Linked DNA regions of Mus musculus: region 1 is linked to region 2. A link is a contact called in public HiChIP or PLAC-seq data. All regions are on one chromosome and are shown on one strand. The core of a region is the stretch at or near the end of the contact, and the rest is flanking DNA. Distances in the headings are between cores, read along the strand shown.

The links. HiChIP or PLAC-seq counts read pairs in DNA pulled down with a chosen protein or histone mark.
Region 1: an H3K27ac HiChIP or PLAC-seq map of extraembryonic endoderm stem cells shows a contact between it and region 2. The contact joins the enhancer-like site here to the promoter of Scaf11 in region 2. A contact is called at or near these places in 7 of 39 promoter capture datasets (the 3T3-L1 cell line, embryonic stem cells, liver and 3 more), 1 of 15 datasets of contacts at CTCF or cohesin (pro-B cells), 20 of 484 Hi-C or Micro-C datasets (the C2C12 cell line, the HL-1 cell line, the N1E-115 cell line and 10 more), 7 of 115 datasets of contacts at active chromatin or transcription factors (the SCID.adh cell line, embryonic stem cells, extraembryonic endoderm stem cells and 2 more) and 1 of 9 other capture datasets (adipose tissue).

The regions. Positions count from the first base shown.
Region 1 is chr15:96,522,804-96,525,580 of GRCm38.p6, reverse strand. No RefSeq gene overlaps it. Among named protein-coding and RNA genes, the nearest start is that of Gm32406, 17 kb to the right of the region's middle. Within about 2 kb of position 1,255, at least 65 of the 459 cell types and tissues checked have an H3K27ac peak or open chromatin away from gene starts, as enhancers often do. A contact at or near this core is called in the C2C12 cell line, the HL-1 cell line, extraembryonic endoderm stem cells and 3 more, where this site is marked.
Region 2 is chr15:96,459,526-96,462,225 of GRCm38.p6, reverse strand. It overlaps Scaf11 (SR-related CTD-associated factor 11), which reads left to right and starts at 1,383. Exons shown (of 15, transcript NM_028148.2): 1 at 1,383-1,624. It overlaps Gm41408, which reads right to left. Exons shown (of 2, transcript XM_030248866.1): 2 at 1-2,182. The coding sequence ends at 1,317.

The DNA.
Region 1 (2,777 bases), core at 6-2,505, 63 kb before region 2:
AAACTATTCTATGTCTACCAGTTGGTTAGTTACCTCTCTTTCAGTCCCAGCCCCCTTCTTTCTTCACGTGTCTCCCTGAGTTCATCTAATCTGCTGGTTTAGACCCCTCTCTGTGGTCTGTCTCCATGGTCTCTTGACTCTCTCTTTTATACACTCACTATTTCCCAGAATCCTCTCTCTTCCTGCCAGTGCCCCACCTCCTATTTGTTTGTTTGTTTGTTTGTTTGTTTGTTGGTCTTTTTGTGTTTTTCTTTTTTTTTTTTTTATTGACAGGTGATGCTTACAAGAGATCCTTTCTCTACAACACTCAGTGAAACAAACACTTCCTGTTTGGCTCGTTTCTCACCTCTGCTGCACTGGGGAAGTTTCGAACACTTGAATTTTGGTGACTACATTCCAATTCTGCAACACGCATTAAGAGGCTACCGTGTTATCTCTATTGAAATTATCGAGTGCATTCAGCACCAACTCGGCCGTCTGCTGAAGTCTCACCCGTACCACCTTGCAGTTCAAACCGTGCCTTCCTTTCCTACGAGCTTTCTTCTCACTGTCTCAGGTTCTTAAAACTGCAGACCTTCGGGCTGATACAGCAGCAAAACTGCCCAAGGACTGTGCCCAGCAGCCAGACAGATAATGCTAACAACACCAATTAAAATCAGAGATGCAGCAGGGCGGTGGTGGGGTGCACCATTAATCCCAGCACTCGGGATGCAGAGGCAGGTGGATCTCTTGAGTTTGAGACCAGCCTGGTCTACAGAGTGAGTTCCAGGACAGCCTGGGCTACACGGAGAAACCCTGTGTTGAAAAACCAAACCAACCAAACGAACAACAAGCAGAACATAGAAAGACAGCTACTGCTCTGCTCTAAGTCAGAGAGGGGGTGGAGGGTAGCGTGCCGGGAAGAGCGGCCTTGCAAGTAAGGCAGAGCTGGGCATGAGTCCCCACCCTGATGTTTGCCATCTGTGCTACCCTGCAGATGAGAAGGCCGCAGCAGGCCTGTCACCCAACACCCACCTCTTGCTGAGGAAAGTCTGGGAAGAAAGAAGGGGAAAGAGCCTACTCAAACCTCCTTGAAAGCCGGGGATGGCAGATCTCCAGGCAAACATGCTAACAAAGGCATAGAGGAGAGAGGTCCTTATCTAAGGAATGCTTCCAGCAAGGGCAACTTGATTGACAGGCTATTGAAAGCTGGGCTGTGTTGGAATGTCTCCCTAAACAATGTCTTGTACCCATGTGACTAAGCGAGCATACGTGGGATGAGTCGCGGAAGAAAAAGCAGCTTTAGGGCCAGAACTAATCAGAACACTGCAAGAAGTCAGCTGGGGATCTATACTGGTCCCTCTGTGCCAGTCAGGTTGAGGTAATGACAACAGCCTCCTCCTCCCCCTCCTCCTCCACTCCCTCCTCTTCCTCCTCCTCCCCCTCCTCCTCCACTCCCTCCTCTTCCATCTCCCCCTCCTCTTCCCCCCAATAATAATAATAATAATAATAATAATAATAAATCTACCTTTTTAACCAGAAGAACAAGCAGAGGAGGCAGGAGAATCACCCAACATGTAGCAGCATAGTAAATGCTAAATGCAACATGTAGCAGCATAGTAAATGCTAAATGCAACATGTAGCAGCATAGTAAATGCTAAATGCAACATGTAGCAGCACAGTAAATGCTAAATGCAACATGTAGCAGCATAGTAAATGCTAAATGCAACATGTAGCAGCAGTAAATGCTAAATGCAGCTTCTACTTCTGCCGTCACTGATGGGACCACTGCATGATGCGCAGAGCCTCCAGGGCTCACTGACGTCATTTACCTCCAGAGAGATCAATGACACAAGTGGGTGCTGCTTTGTATCACCCACTCTTCTGTATCACTTTGTAGCCCCAGCAGGCCTTGAACTCACAGAGCTTGCCTGTCTCTGCCTCGGGCATACTTCAATCAAAGGCGTGTGCCAGCACACTTGGTATAAGTGGTATATATCAACTCTTTTGCGACACCCGACCTCCTGAAGTTATAAATATACTCATCAGAGTGTCAGTGATAGTTATTTTTCCTTCCCTAAAGAAAAGAGTCCTAAAACATACCAAATTTAAAATTCCTTTTAAAATAACCCCTACAGTCTTCATAGTTCAAACTTAAACGGACCCTATTTTTCACCAGATGTGGTCAGAACCCGTACTCCCAGCACGTGGGAGGCTAGAACGGGAAGACTAGCCTAAGCAGAGACCCCCGCCTCAAGAAAGGAAAGCCTTTTTTCCCCCCTAAGCATTTGTTCAACAGGCATTGATGGTGTCCTACATGCAAGGCCGTGAGCATACACATGTGAACTAAATAACACAGCTCTGCCCTTTCCCTTGGGGCTTACAGGCTAGCGGAGAAACAGCCTTTAGACAAGTAGCGCCCAAACAAACGTGCCAATACGATGCCCATGTTGTGCTGAGGTGAGAAACCAGAATGTAAGGGAGCGGACATGTTGGGAGCTCAGAGAGAGAGCGGCCCTTACTCTGGGATACTCAGGGCAGGTGGTGTGGCAGGGATGAGGATAAGGGACCCTCGGGGCAGGTGGTGAGGGCAGGGGTGAGGATAAGGGACACCTGGGGCAGGTGGTGTGGCAGGGGCGAGGAGAGGAAGAACGTTTTTTTAAAAAATCATTTATTTATTTATTTATTTATTTATTTATTTATTTATTTATTTACACTCCAGATTTTATTCCCCTCCCAGTCCACCCTCTGACTGTTCCACATCCCATACCTCCTCCCTGGCCCCCTGTCTCCACGTG
Region 2 (2,700 bases), core at 134-2,633:
GAGGATCGGTCTGCACAGTGAGACTCTGCATTAAAAACAAAATAAAATACATACAAAAGAATATCACATCTTCACCGGGAATTGCTCTTACTGATAAAATTCTCTAGGGTGAATTCTGGACCCCGAGTGTACACAGGAAAGCTAAACTTTATCTCTGCAGGATGGTTAACAGTGCCTTTGACTTGATTCTGTCACACAACAGTTTCAACAGGTTTTTAGGTTTTCTTAATCACCAGCTTCATTCGTCGTCATTACAAGAGAAAGGTCCCTCAGAAAGTCTTGTTTCATCAGAACAAAGTATTTTAACACCTCTAAATCACTGCGAAATACTTGCACACAGGAACACCACATTTCCAAACCTATGAAGATAGCTCACTGACACTGGGAGAGACAAGGCTGCCATTCATTGCATTCCTAAGCGGTTATTTACCCAGTCCCTTGCTGGTGCTCGGCTCTGTGAAGAGCTTAACGAGACATCATCCCAAACTTCGGTGTGACGTGACGGGCACTGAACAGCCAAGTAGCACAGGATGAAGATGCCAGGGAAGCGACAGGATCAGAGAGGAGGGCAGGGGACGCTGCTGGGCTGGAGGTAGGGAGGGAACAGCCTGGGTTGGGGTGGCCAGGCGACAGCGTGGATTGCAAGAGGACAACTAGGAAAAGCTAGAGCGTGGAGCAGGGGGTGAAAAAGCCAGCGCCTGACGAAAAGCCTGTAAAGACACCTCCGAGGTGAAACAAAAGATCCGAGGGCGCTGCAGGGCAGGAGGACATCGCAGAGTGACTGAAAGTGGAAGCACTTAAAGCCAGCCAGGCTCGGCTAGCCTCGGGGACGCGGGCTTAGGGCGTGGGAGTGTGTCCCGGGCTGGCAGGCCGCCGCGCACGTGCAGCGGGCGGAGTACTTCATCCGTGCCAACTACGCACGAGTTCTTCTCGGGACTGCAGTCTCTCCAAAACATCTTTATTGTCGCCCACGGAGCCTGCCAGGAAAGGCCACGACCAGAGAGAGCGCGGCCAGGGCGCAGGGGCGGGGGTGGGGATGAGGGGGAAAGGGGTGGAGCGAGGACTGAGCACGGCGCGTGCGCGTAGCGCTCCGAGCGGCAAGAGGGCGGGGCAAGAAGAATGTTTCCCAGAAGCCCCGGCCACTCGCAGACGCCGGAGCTCCCGCTCTCCAGCCGGGCGGCGTGCCCCGCCCACCACGTCCGTCCGTCCGTCGCGGCTCGCGGGCGCCCCCTGGAGGTCCGGGGGAGTACGGCAGCGCCCGCGAGCAGGTAGCGTGCGGCGGGTCCAGCCGCCCGCCCGCCCGCCCGCCCGCGTCGTCACCACAGTGCGCCGACCTGTGGCGGCGCGGCTGAGCCCCGCGGAAGGAGGGAGGGAGAAAGGGAGGGAGCCGCCAGACACGGCGGGGGAGGGGAGCGGCGGTGGCGCAAGCGGCGCGGAGCTAGCGCCGCCTGCCCGGGTCTCCTGCTGCGTGGCTGCCTGCGTGCTCCCGACCCGGCCGTCCGAGCCAGCCCGCGGGCCGCGCGCGCTTCCGAGCGGCCGGAGGAGTCCATGGTGCAGAACTTAGCGGCGGACTGACGGAGACCGGGCCTCCTGCGCCGGCGCGGCCGCGGGACCTCGGCCTCAGGTAAACACGGCGGGCCGGAGAGAGCGGACGAGGCGCCCCGGGGCGCAGCGCAGCGCGGCGCGGCGGGGGCGCGGGCCGGGCGGGCGGGCAAAGTTTGGGGCTCGCGCGCGGCTCGGGCGGTGTCTTTCGCTGCGAGCAAAGTTGGGAGCCGCGGCCCCGGGCGGCGCGGGGCGGAGGTCCAGTTTGGGCGCGCGCGGGGCCTAGGAGCAGAGCGGGGCGGCGCGGGCTGCGGGGCCTCGGCCGAGGCAGGAAGGGGCTCCAGGCCCGGCCCGCAGCTCCCCCACCCGCAGTGGGAACGTGTCGGCCGTGCTTCCGGGCGCTCCCAGGCTGGCCCGCTTTCCCGTGGAGTTCGCGTTCGTCCCCGAGCCTCCGGGTCCCGCTTGTGAAACCAAACTTCACTAGGCTGTGACCTCCCCGGCGCCTGAACGAGGAAGCGCTGGCCGGCGCCTGGCCTCGGCCTCTCCCTCCCTCCCTCGGCGGCCGCCTCCCCACCCCCGCCGTCGTTTTTAAAACCCGCTGCCCGGGCTGCCCGCGGTCCAACCGGCCGGGAGATCGAAACTCAGCCCCGCTCAACCCCGCCTTAGAGCCGGGGACTGAGTACCGATTAGAAGATTGGCCAATGCACGCTCGTCTTCCGCACGGATCTCGAAGAATTTAATTTAAAAGACACCTGGTTGCAATTGAGGGCAACAGTCCCAGATTGAAATGGTGACCTACACTCCCCATGCGTTGATCTGTACAGTATCGTATTCCGGTAGTCCGGCTAATCATCTGCGTGTGTGAGGTAGTAAACAATACAGAATGCAAGTTTTACATGCTGATCGTACTACGTAAAACCGCGGCTGCTTCTCATTCATTTTGGATTACATTTTGGCTACCATCCTTATATACTAGCAGCGAACTAACGAAAACTGACGAGAAAGTTTTTTAGTATGCCTTGACTAAGATATGGTAGTATTCAAATTTCCCCCAGTTTGGGCAGTTTTCTCTGAATTTTGGGGAAAGTATATCAATAAGTACGTTTTTTTTCATTTTTCAAGGAAAAGATAACTCATGTATGATTTATTTGCCGCAGC